Regions from separate parts of the Neogale vison genome. Here region 1 is linked to region 2. The links are chromatin contacts, called in public Hi-C maps. All regions are on one chromosome and are shown on one strand. The core of a region is the stretch at or near the end of the contact, and the rest is flanking DNA. Distances in the headings are between cores, read along the strand shown.

Region 1 (6,405 bases), core at 1,708-4,207, 150 kb before region 2:
AAGTAAAGGCTTGAGCCTTGAATTGGATCGCGAGTGGGTCAGGGCAGGGGTGGGGTGGGTGTGGGGGGCAGTAATATCCAGGTCACGGTGTGTTTGGGCTGGTGTTGCTGCTGCCTCGGAGTGCCTCTGGCCAGAGCCCAGCTGGGATCTGGGGCTCCTGTGCCGCCAGCACAGGGAGGACCACAGAGACTTATGCTCAGGGCGCAGAGAGGAGGAATTCGAGGGGGGCAGGAGAGGGGCTGCCCTAGTTCAGCCAACAAGTAGCCAAGCCAGCACTTACATACTGGTGCTGGGCTCGGAGTCATGTGTCCCACCACTGTCCTGTGTTCCATATGGAAAGAGGCCCCAACCCCACTCTACAGGAGCTGCCTCTTTTTCTCTCTTCGGGTTATGTAATGTTCGTGCCTGAGTGCACGCACACGTGCACAGATACTTCCTGTTTTCTGTGTCTCTGCCTCCAAATCCTGTTTCATGACAGCCGGAGAGAAAGGATTCTACAACCTTAGTCACCGATTCCAGGATCACCTCTCCCAAAGCTCCCATGCTCTGGTCTAAGTCCTTCCAGGTGGGGCTGCCAGAGTCTGGGATGTAGTCCAAGCACCCCAGGGAACCGGGGTGGGCTGTTTCCTGAGGAATGCCTCCTCCAGGTGTCCACCCTGCTGTCTCTGGCCTGGGTTCTCTCTGCCTGGGATCCTGGATGCCACTGTTGCTGGGGTTGGGGATCCCAGCTGTCTGCTTCCCCAGAAATTGCTTGTTCGTTTCTGCTGCTGGGAAGGGATGAAGGACAGAGGGGTGAACCTGTGTGCTCTGCGGAGGGAGCCCCTGGGAATGACTTAAAATTATCCCCTCCCCCCCAGCCCCTACTCCCCCCTACCTCCATGCACTCCTCCTCCTCCCCTCTCTCCATCTGGCACGAAGCAGAATGCTCGCCCCTCCCACTGGGGGGGAGGCTTCAGGCACATTTTCTGCTCAGAGGACATTGAATGCAAAATTCTACCCAGAAGATGAGTAAGGAGGAAGGAAATACTGAGGGGAATGATGCTCTGTGCCCAGTCCCCTGGGTCCTTGGGTTGCAACCTTAAGATTCCAGTATTGTCTTCATTTTACAGATGAGAAAACTGATGCTCAGGGGGCTTCAATGGTCAGAAGTCATACGGAAGTGGGTAGAGTTTAATCCTAACTCTCATCCGGCCAGTACCAAAGGTGTGAGCTCTTCCGTGAGCAGGGTTTCTCAAGCGTGTGATTCCATCTACCCCAGAATCCCTTCGTCCTTCAGTCAGCCCCGTTAACTTAGAGTGGTCCAAGCCAGGCACTGTTCCAGGCTCGTGAGGTTCAGCAGTGGACAAGATGGGTCTTCCCTTCGGGGAGCTGCCAGTGCAGGCAAGACCAAAAACTAGTGTAAGAAACAGGTCAGTTATATAGCTATCTTAGCTTGGGCTGCATAACAAAATACCATAAGGGCCCTCTTCCTGGTTTGCAGATGGCTACTATCTTGCTGTGTCCTCAGGGGGCAGAGAGTGAGAGCTCAGGGCTCCTCCCCTTCTTAGAAGGGTGCTAAACCCCGCATGGGGGCTCCGCCCTATTAACGTTTTTCTAGTCACGCCCCAGAGGCCCTGCCTCCAAACCCCATCACCTTTAGAGTGAGGACTGCAATCTAGGGATGTGAGGGGAGGATACTAACGTAGGGTCCCTCGCGGGGGGGGGGGGGACAGAACGTGTCATGCTGTGAAGGGAAGGAACAGGAGGGGATGGGAGCCAGAGAGATGGTATATGGGTTGTGATTTTAAATATAATGGTCAGGAGAGGCCTTGCCCGGGAGGTGACTCTTGACCCAAAACTTCAGAGATGGGTGTTTTACTCTTGAACTTGTGCCTCCTGTATTCACAGAGACCTGCTCCCTCAAAGCCTCCAGGAACGGGCTCTGGGAGTGTGTATTTTGACAAGTCCTTGGCATACACCCAAATTGGGAAATTCCTGCTCCGCACCCTGGTGTTTCCTCTCCATGCAAAAGACTCTCTGACCTAACAGTTTGGGGTATATTTGCCCGAATCCAGGTATGACTTTAGGAGGTCATGAATGCAGCTGGAATCCAGAGTTCTGGTGATGATTCCCTCTGTGACTTGATAATTGGCTAATACTGAGTAACTCCAGCACGCAGGATGCACTCCTGACCACGACTGCCTCCAGAGAGCCCTGTGTCAGTGCAGGGCCAGATGCTGACGTCGTCCTGTCAAGGTGCAGCCCAGCTTATTGGAGCAGCAGGCTGGTGTCATGGGAAGGGCATGACCTAGAAGTCGTGGGGTCTAGCCTGGGCTCAGTAGTGGTGAGCTTGGGAGGGTCATTTGCTTTGGGGAGTTTCATTTTCCAGGTTTATGAAACAGAGCTGCCGAAGCTTCCCCTCTATGTCGCAGTGCTGCTCCCCTTCTGTCCCCAGCCGGTCTGTGTATCCATCCATCCATCTGTCTGTCTGTCCATCCATCCATCCACCTGCTCACCAGCCATCTCCCTCAGTTTCCTTATTTCCTTATTATCTGCATTTCTAATGACACCTAGAACTTCTTATAAAGGAATCTGGCCTGAAGAACCAACAAAGAAAAATTATATGGAGAGCAACTACCTGGGATAACAAAATCTCCCCTTTTGGAAGATCTGTTCAGCGAGGTCCAAAGGTGGGCTTCATGCTCTCGTCTGGGGGAAGCAGGCAAGCAAGTGCCTTATAAGTTGAGCGGCAGTGAAAGCGGCTGCCTCAGATCTCCCCTGATGGCGGAGAGCCCGGCCTCGGTGCCCAACCCCATTAACTGTTGGCTTCCCAGGTGCCGAGTCCAGCCAAAAACCTCCTTCGCTGTTTGAAGTGCTTATTGGAAAAGCAGATTTCATCTTGGCTGGAGCTGGGAGCGGCTCCTTCTGTGGGGTGCTCCCCAGGGCTGTAATTGAACACAAGAAAGCATCGGCCTCCTTTTGGCATTCTTGCTTTCATCTCCAAGTCCCATTTTAAAATTTATATTTAAAAAAAGGCAGGGAAAGGGGCCAGCCCGCACAGCTCATGAACCCCCAGCACGGCAGCTCCGGGGAGGAAGCCTGGGGAGGATTAGAGGAGAGAATCAGGACTACATGGTGCAGGGACACCTCACACCAGCTTTCCTGGAGCTCGTGGTCGGGCTTTGGGGCAAGGCCATGGTGGGACCCGGGCTCTGTAAAGCAGAAGTCCTGAGGGATCAGACCGGGCCCCACGCACACCAGTCCCGATGCACAACGATCTTCTGAAAGCCCCCAAGAACAGGAGGGTCGAAAGCCTTTTTCAGACACCCATCTGGGAGACTGGGGAACCAGCAGCCTTTATCTACAGAGATGACCACAGGTGGGAGAAAACCATTTGAGGAAAGAGGCCTGGACTCTTTTCTTTGCTCTCCAGAAGATCCTTTTTCCAGAGCTTGGCAGGATTCTGACAACAATGGGTGTCTAATGGGTGTTTGTTAGACAAACCTTCCTATGTGGAAAGATTGCAGTTAAGCATGACACGACTTTTTCCTACAAGTCTTAGTAAGACTGTTTTCATCTCCAGAGGTCAATGTGAGACTCAAACATCAAGCTTCATGGAGAAATGAAAGAAAGTGGTTGTCTAGAGAAGGAGTAGCCCCCCAGGCACAAGGTTATCGTTGCATCACTGGCTTGTACCCCACTCTGAACTCTTAATTGTTTTCAGGAATTTTTGTTTGTGGCAAATCTTTTTTTTTATGCAGTCGGTTTCTTCTCTGAGAGTCGGGTCTTATATTTCTCACTCTCTGTTTTACACAAAGATCATTGATTCCTTGAACTTAGCTAGAAATTAAACATGAAAAAAATTGGGTGCTTTTGACCAAAGAACACACATTCAATAAGATTAAAATTATCTGCCTATTTCAGGACCACAGGAAGGAGGAGGAATGTAAATGTACAAAACCTGAAGCTATTACTAAAGTGAATGCCAAGGCTCCTAGTGGCCAAGGAAAGGAAAGGAAGTAGACTCGTTCCTTAGGGGAGATAAAGTTTATCTTGTCTTTGAGTTCTAATGTTTGGAGGGGCTCCTGTAGAGTGCTATAGTGGAGCCATGTGTCAACAAGCATTTTATGCTAAATGAATGGATATTTTCTACCATGATCTTGGCCAACACTTGGGACATCACTGAGACTGGTCTGGGAAGTGGAAGTTGGTCTTGGGGTACAATGAAATGTGGGAAATTCTAAGAGGACTGGCAAACTCATCTGGACTGTACATCATACAATCCCTACTTAAGGGCACTTTGAGTTGGATTTGGGGCAAAAAAAGAAAGAAAGGCAAGCCCCCAAAGGTGCAAGGGGGAGTGTATCTCCAGGGAGTCACTAATTCCACACATGGCCAGTTCTCCCCACTGTGTCCCCACCAGAGAGGAGAAAATGAATCATCTGGTGAAACAGCTAATACCTTGGGTTTGGTGTTGGCTTCCATGGGCATGTCTGTATGTGAATGGGTGTGAATATAAGCCCTTCTCCCAATGTCCTTCTTCTCCACCCCCCAACATACACACCACCGGAGAGAAGACTCAGAATCCTGGAATCAGCCCCATCGGTGATTCAGATAACCAACTCAAACAGATGCTCTTCGAAAGGTCTGAAGATCATTAACTCTTGGGAAGAGTAACGGGAAAGTTTCTGAATGCTCAGGGTGACAGCCTATAGGTGACAGTCTTAATTACTCCAATAGCTAAATGTCTGGGAACAGAGGCAGGAGAGCCAACAGCATCAGGAGAAGGATTTTTGCTCTGTGACTGCAGGATTCCTTGTTAGACTGGCCTGAGGCCCCCACAGCTCTGCCCTGTGATGGTATTTTTCCCCCTTTGGGAGGCATTGACTTACAAACCCCCAGAATTTTTTTTAAAAGATTTTATTTAATTATTTATTTGACACAGAGAGAGAGAGTGAGCACAAGCAAGGGGAGCAGTAGACAAAGGGAGAAGCAGACTCACCCAGCAGTGGGCCCAATACAGGGTTTGATTCCACGCAGATGCTTAACAGGCAGAGCCACTCAGGTGCCCTGACTTGTAAACCAAATTTAAGGGTTTTATTCATTTATCTTTCACTGAGGACCTAGTGTATTTCAGGCACTGTGCTAGGCCCTGGGGATGCTGACATGTGGTTCCCAGTCTTCAAGGAAGTGCAGGAATCCACTCCCCCGTTGTGTAATTAGGCGCTCTACAACCTCTTTTGTGATGAGAACACCATAGGAGATAGAAGTTAATTCTAAAAAATTCTTCTTTTGGGGCACCTGGGTGGCTCAGTGGGTTAAGCCTCTACCTTTGGCTCAGGTCATGATCCTAGGGTCCTGGGATCGAGCCCCGAGTCGGGCTGTCTGCTCAGTAGGGAGCCTGCTTCCCTCCCTCTCTCTGCCTGCCTCTCTGCCTACTTGTGATCTCTATCTGTCAAATAAATAAAATATTTTTTAAAAAATTCTTCTTTCCCAAGATTGTGGTTTTCCTTCCATGGAACCACAGGCCATCTTCCTTTGTATGTCATGATTGGGACCACTTGGGGTTAATGGTATAACTTGGGTTAATGGTATGACTTGGCCATAAAAGCTGTAAGTTTGGTTGCCACAATGTCCCTTCTGAATTCTGGGAATGAGATTTTCACCTCTGAACATTTCTGCACCAGTCTGAGGACTGATCCCCAAGAGGCCCCTCAGCGTGGCCACAGGACGAGCTGAGGCTCCCGGCCCTCGTGGGGGGCATCTGTGCCCTATTCTCTTCATGTCCAAGCTCCAGCTAAAAGAGCAGCTGGTGCCTCCCAGCCTGGTTTCAGCTCATGACCGGCGGGGAACTGCAGTCTGCAGTCCTCACAGATAGGGCTGGAGGCTTGGTCATGTGCTTATCTCAAAGCCATTGCCCCCTGCTTCCCACCCCCCATTTCAGAGTGGCAGCAACAAGAGAAAAGACAGGGAAATTTGGTCTTGCTCCTTTGCAATAAACAATAAATGGTTTCTTCTCCGAACCAGTAGTCAGACACGTACCTTCTGGACTCCGGCTCCGAGTTATGAAATTAAAAAACTCTGGGGGCGGGGGGCGGGGGGTGCAGAATGGTTTGTGCTTGACCAGACCCTCCGGGCTTCCAATGCCGCTTGTGTCCGAGGGCCCCTAAGGCTTGTGCTAGCGCCTCCAAAACTGGAAGTGGGGGGATTATAGGTGGTTTGAAAAAGCCCCTAGAAAGACTGCTATTTCCCCTACCTTACCCCACCCGACTTGAAAATCCTGATCTAGAAATAACTGTGCATGGGAAGACTCAGCTCATGCAACTGTCTTTGCATTTTGCTGACCTTTTTTTTTTTTTTAAGCTTCAGAAATTTTATCATATCACAGAGTGACTTGTGCCTGGCCTGGAGATCTCCCTCCGTAGC
Region 2 (6,026 bases), core at 787-3,286:
CCACCTGGAAACCGCCGAACACCTTAGCAGCCTCTCCAGCGGGGCTGCCCAGCTTGCAGGGCGCGCCGCCGGGAGGGGGCGCCGCGCCCCCGGGGATGGGCACGAGCGGCGGTGGCGGCGCGAACGGCGCGTGCTGCGGACCGCCGGGTCCCGGCGGGGGCGGCGGCGGCGGCGCCTGCAAGGCGGGGTGCGGCTGCCCCGGGTAGGTCATGGCGTTGATCTGGGTCATGCAGTTGGCCAGGTGGCCGAGCAGCCGGGTGCGCACCTCAGTGTTAACGCCCTCGCACGTGGACAGGAAGCGGGTCACCTCGTTCATGCACTCGCTGAAGCCGGCGCGGTACTTCCCCAGCACGCTCGGGTCTGTGCTAAGCGCGGCTGCGGGCCAGAAGCAGACAGACGGGTCACCCAGTGGCCCTGGCCCCGAGGCCACCGCCTCCGCCCTGGGAGGTCCCCGCGGCGGCTCCTCCCTGACCACCCGCCCGCGGAACAGCCCCCGGCTGGCGTTGGGGGTAGGGTGGTGGTTTAGAAAAACCTTCCACCTCTCAACACTAGCTTGGCAGCCGGAGTCGAGACGGTTCCTCTCCATTCCCCGCAGCTCTATTTTAACCCATTCAGCCTCACATCTTCCCCCACGGTCCGCGCGCGCGTAGTGACCTTGGGCAATGCCCTTCCCCCGCTTCCCCGCCACCCGGACCGCATTTCCCCTACTCTAATGGGGAAGCGGGGAGTGCTAAACCAGGTGACCCCTACGTTCCACGCAGCTCAAAACCGCCTCGGTTCTGAGTCTTTTCGTCCCCACCCGCTTCCCCCCACTGCCAAGTCGCCCGCCACCCTCGCCGCTACAACCTCTCTCCCTCCCTTTCCGGAACAGTAACAACTTGGAGTTGTGGCTATAAATAAGCCCCAGACCGTGGGAACGCAAGAGTGAGCCAAGGCAGTAAAATGTAGCTGAATGCCTCTCACAACCACGGGCGGAAGTCTGGAAGAAATCACCGCGGGGAGAAGGGGACGCCCGCAGAGAGGGACGCGGCTAGCCGCCCTCACCCGTCATCTGCGCCCGCTGCAGGTTCCGGAGGTGCTTCACTGTCATTTCCAGAATGTCCGCCTTCTCCAGCTTGGAATGCCGCGAGCTCTGCACAGAAGAAGAGGCAAGGCACTAAGTGAGAACCCGGCCAGCGGCCTCGGAGTCTGGGGTCCCTCCCCCTCACCTCCCGGCCGCTGCGCAGACATCCTCGGACCCTGGAGGGGGCTCGGCCCTCTGGCCTCAGAGAACGCAGTGCAGGCGGGGACCATCCCGCCAGTTGGGGCGGGGGTGGTGGTGGTGGTCACGTTTTGTACATGAGAAATGGTATTTCATTTTTAATTAAAAAAAAAAAGGCAGCATTATCCACTTACATCTTTCTTAAGAGCATCCAAAATCAGTGTTTTCAGCTGGCTCAGACTTTCATTTATTCTTGCTCTTCGTCTTTTCTCCATGATAGGCTTTGAGGACTGTAAGGGGGAAAAAAAAAAAAAAAGAAGCCCTGAGTTCCCATGGGATCTGCCATTTCACCCCGGGGTTTCAAGGGAGAAGGGAGCCCCCCAACCCCGACTTAATTTCTTAAGGCTGCAGAGAGAGAGTGGTACTGCCCTTACCTTTCTGTGCTCAGATGCTGTCTTTGGTTTATCCGGTGTCGTGTTGACACTGGCTGGGGTAGCAGCCACCGGGGACGAGGAATTTTTCTCCATTATATCAGCTGGCATTTTCTGTTGCTTTTTTTTTTTTTAATCCCTAGAGAATTTTATTTTTGGAGTCCTTCACACAGAAAATTGTTTTGTTTATGTCCCCTTCACTTGAGACTCTCACAAAACTACTGAGCAAGTGCTGAGGGTTTATTATATCTTATGGCTACTTGGTGACCGGTAGCGCTATTCCAGGACCAAGGAGAGAGGTAGACGGGGGATTCCACTGTTATCTGCACCAGCTCCGGATCCTGTGTGATCCCCAGGCCCTGGCGGCCTCTATATATATCTGGGACTGCACGCGAACGGCTCGTGTGAAACTTCCCAAACTTTCTTTCCCACAGTAACTTTCAGCCAATGGGAGGAGGAGACACGCGGCACAGCTCGTGGACCGCGCCCCCCCATTGGCCGCCAGGCACAAGGCCTGGCGGCCAATGGCGCGCGCCTGAGCCCGGGGCACCGGAGGCTACAACGTCAATCAAAAGGATTTTAACCCTTTGCTATTCTTCCTGCTGGGCTTTGCTTTAGAGAGGATTTTTCCGCAGGTTTTGTCCCAGTCTAGTTTATTTCTTTTGGGGCCAGGGTCTTTGCTCTTTATTTCCTTTCACATGTGTAATAGAGCTGCTTTGACACTAATAAGAAGTTCATTTGAAATATATTAAAAAAAAAAAAGACTTAGAAGGACAGGGATAAAAGAGGAGAACGTATGCAATGGTGTGAGTTAGCAAAACATCTAAGTGATTTCCCGCTCAGACACTACACACTGGGGGAAGGAGGATAATGGAAAGCGATCATGCGGAAAAGGGACGCCAATGTGTGTGTGCGCGTGTGTATGTGTGTGTGTGTATATATATATATATATATATATATATATATAAAACATGCAGAAAAAGGAAAAAAAATGCCTCCCACCTTACATTTACGAATTTTCAGAGCAAGGGATTTTTTGTTGTTGTTGTTTTAAAATCGGCGCCCCCCCCCCGCCCGTCCCTCATTCCTCTTCTGGAGTTGGGGCCTTGGATCCCGCGCTTCCCCAGGAAACAATCAGAATAATTTCCAACTGGGCAGAAAGGAAATGGAATTTCAAATGAAAGATGAACAAGAGGGGCTTTGATGGCAAAGCCTCAGGGACGCGCGCGCGCCCTCGCCATCCTTTTCCTTTCCACCCACAGACTCTGGGTTCTGCGGCCTATTGAGGTGGTGCGCCGGGCGGCAGCCTCTCCCCTCCTTCTCGCCCCGCGGGCGGCCGGGGCCGCCTCTGCACCCGGCGCGCGCGGGCCCTTTAAGAGCTACACCAGCCGAGCTGCAGTTTGACATCAGCCGGCCGGCGAGGGCGCGCCTGGAGCCGGAGCACGTGCCAGGATGTTTTATTGCCGCCGCGGCTGCGGCCGGGCCGGGAGGATGTGTGTGTGCGTGCGTGTGTGAGTGTGTGTGCGCGCGCCCCGGGGGCAGGGAGGCGGGGGGCGGCGGCGGGCGGCGGAGCGCGGGGGCTGGTTCTTGGTCCCCGGGAGAAGCCAAGAAGGTAAATAGCAGCTGCTGTGCTCGAGCCTGGGAAAACCCCGCCCCCTGCGCCTGGCCGGGGCTCATTGGCGCGCGCTGCGTGTGGGGTGTGTGTGTGTGTCCGGGGCCCCCCTCCTCCGGCCCCCGCCGGGCCAGGAATCCGAGGGGGCGGCGGGCTGGGAGCCGAGCCCCGGCGCTTACCACCGCCCCCCGCCTTTCCCCGGCCAAGGTCAGCCCTTCCGGGCGGGGAGCGCACGCCCTGGGGTGGATAGTAGGGAATTATTCCAACCCCCCACTCCACCCCTGATTTCGGGCTTGGGGTTTTAACTCGGCCGAAAGCCTCACTAGCAACAGCCCGGGGGAGGGGTGGGGGCATTCTTGTTTGCTCCTTGCCCCGGCCCTCCCTCCCTCCCCTCGCTGGGCCCCCGGCGCCCGCCGCGGTCACGAGATGCCTGACCGCACTTAGGAAGCGGCCGGGTCAGCCTCCTGCCTCCGCTCGGCGGCTGCGGTTAAAGCGGCTTCGCGCCGCCCGCCCCTTCCCCGGGTCCAGGGCGGACGGGCAGCTCCCCCTCGCTGCGCCCAGGCGGCCGCCGGCGGGCGGCCGGGAGGAGGCGGGCGGCGCAGGCGGCTGCGTGCTGCCGGCTGGCCGGGCCGCGCGCCGGGAGGAGCCGCCGCCGCCGCCGCCGGGTGCCACGTGGCGGGCGCCGGGCCGGGAGCGCCAGGGCTCTGGCGGCGGCCTCCCTGGGGGATTTGCCGCGCGGGGCGGGCGACGCGCACTGCCCTGGCCGGCGGGCCGCCACCGCTGCCTCCCGCCCGCCAGCGTGGGTCGCCGGCCCCCGCGCCCCCACCCCCTCCACCCTTCCCGCCGCCCGGGAGCTCGGCGCGCTGCTCGGGAGGCTCCGGGCAGCCCGGGAGCCCAGCGTCTTGTTTGATGTCGCGCTTCTCCCCACCCCGCCCCCCGCCCCCCGCCCTCCCAGCCCTTCTCCAGGCTTGGAGGCCGCCAGAGGCCTGGCACACATTTCTCAGACACTTCATTCCTTCCTTCCTCCGAGCTCCCCACTGAGATAATGTTGTAAATGGTTCCACCAGATCTCGTCCGGATGAGATTCAGCGGTTCCTGACTCGGGGTGACCTTGGGCAAGCCCCTCTAGTTCTTTCATTCTGTACCGCACGCTCTGTGCCAGACACTGTGTTAAACCCTGGGATTACCAAGATGAGAGATACAGTGGCAGTCTGCAAGGAGTTTACAGTCTACTGGAGGCAGACAGACCCTGATTTTCTGATGGATGACCGGGCATTCCTCCATTATTCCTCTCCCTTAGGGCTTAGATGATGGCGTAAGCGATCAGGAGAGACTAAAGGAAGCACTAAACCACACTTGTATGGGCAACACTCTTGCCCAACTATGCGGGGGTGGGAGGGGGGAATGCAGGGATGAATGAAATGGTTATTACCCTCAAGAAGCCTACAGCAGATACTAGACTCAGGAGTGCAGCTGACATCTGTTTCCCAGTGTATTCCTCCACTCGGTTCAAGAGAAAAATTTGTGTGTCTAGATAGAAGTAAAATGCTGTGGAGGTTTAGGATAGTTAAATTACTAAGAAATGGGTGTATCCTGGAACACTTCTGGGAGGAAATGGTGTGTGCTTTGTATCTTAAAAATAGGTAGGATCGGGGCACTGGAAATAGGAATCATGGGGCAGGGGGAGTGGGAGTACTCATGGCATTAAAGGCCTACAGCCTGGGACTTGAGGTCCTGATTCAGAGAGCATGGTCTGGAGTCCAGGGTGGATGACAGGCAGGAATGTAAGAAGAAACTGAAGGAGGAGGCTTGCAGCCAAATCACAAGACCCTTAAACTTCTCACTAAAGGACTTTAGCCTTATCTTCAGACAATGGAGAGCTGTGAAATGCTCTTGAATAGAGCAGGGACAGCAAGGTTCTCCTTTGGAAGGATGGCTCTGGCAAAAGTGTGGAGAGTGGATTGCAGAATTTAGAAGCAGAGAGCCCAGCTGGGAAGATTCAAGCAGTGAAGGAGGTTCCTAAGTGCCAGGTATAGACTGTCACCAGGAAGCACCTGCCTAGAACCAGCTCACCTGGACATTGACTGTGCACTGTCCAGTGACCCAAGTTCAACAGAAACCTGTATACCCTTTCACGCCACATTCCCCACGACGTGGAGTCTAACTAAAGACTCATTTGACTCTGACCAAATTTACCTTCCAAGCATCATTTCCATCTTGCAGGACAGCCCTCACGTCTGCAGCCAAACCTTTACCTCATTGCAGGCTTGGTTTACTCACTCTTGCCCCTCCGGCTACTCTCTGGGATTTTGGTGTGTTTTCTTAACACACTGCCGAGTGGGCTGTGCCCTATCATGTTCTGAAGAAATGATGAACAATGTTTCCTTTGTTGACCTGCACCCTGGGCCAATGGCACAGAATTTTTCTTTCTTACTTTAAACAGATAGAAAGGTGGTGATGACAGAAAATTGTCTGTTGCTTTCGGGGCAGGGGAGGAAAAAGTGGAGTCTTCCTGTGTATTTGAAATCCTCTTGGTGAAAGGTGATGAGCCTCCCAAGTCACCCTCCTTTCTTGCCATGCAAACTTTGCAAGCTTCTTAAAATGCTCTACTCAGCATCTGACTTTTAAAAAAACTGCATAAATACTCTGACCCAGATTCTTCCAAGGAACTAAACCCTTCCCAGGGAAGCATGTTAACCCTTCCAGGTACCCTCCCCCAAGCCTGTGAGAGCCTGTGACTTCCTCCAGTAAGTTCTGCTATGATATTGTGGTCTGCTGTCTG

What was found. A called contact is a pair of places that touch in the nucleus more often than the background predicts.
Region 1: a Hi-C map of fibroblasts shows a contact between it and region 2, with 5 times the contacts expected there. The contact joins the enhancer-like site here to the promoter of HES1 in region 2. A contact is called at or near these places in 2 of 3 Hi-C or Micro-C datasets (fibroblasts and muscle).

Annotation. Positions count from the first base shown.
Region 1 is chr6:116,001,938-116,008,342 of ASM_NN_V1, reverse strand. No RefSeq gene overlaps it. Among named protein-coding and RNA genes, the nearest start is that of CPN2, 22 kb to the left of the region's middle. Within about 2 kb of position 2,957, the one cell type or tissue checked has open chromatin away from gene starts, as enhancers often do. A contact at or near this core is called in fibroblasts, where this site is marked.
Region 2 is chr6:115,856,275-115,862,300 of ASM_NN_V1, reverse strand. HES1 (transcription factor HES-1) reads right to left here and starts at 2,036. Exons shown (of 4, transcript XM_044252022.1): 1 at 1,636-2,036; 2 at 1,396-1,491; 3 at 1,045-1,132; 4 at 1-375. The coding sequence starts at 1,743.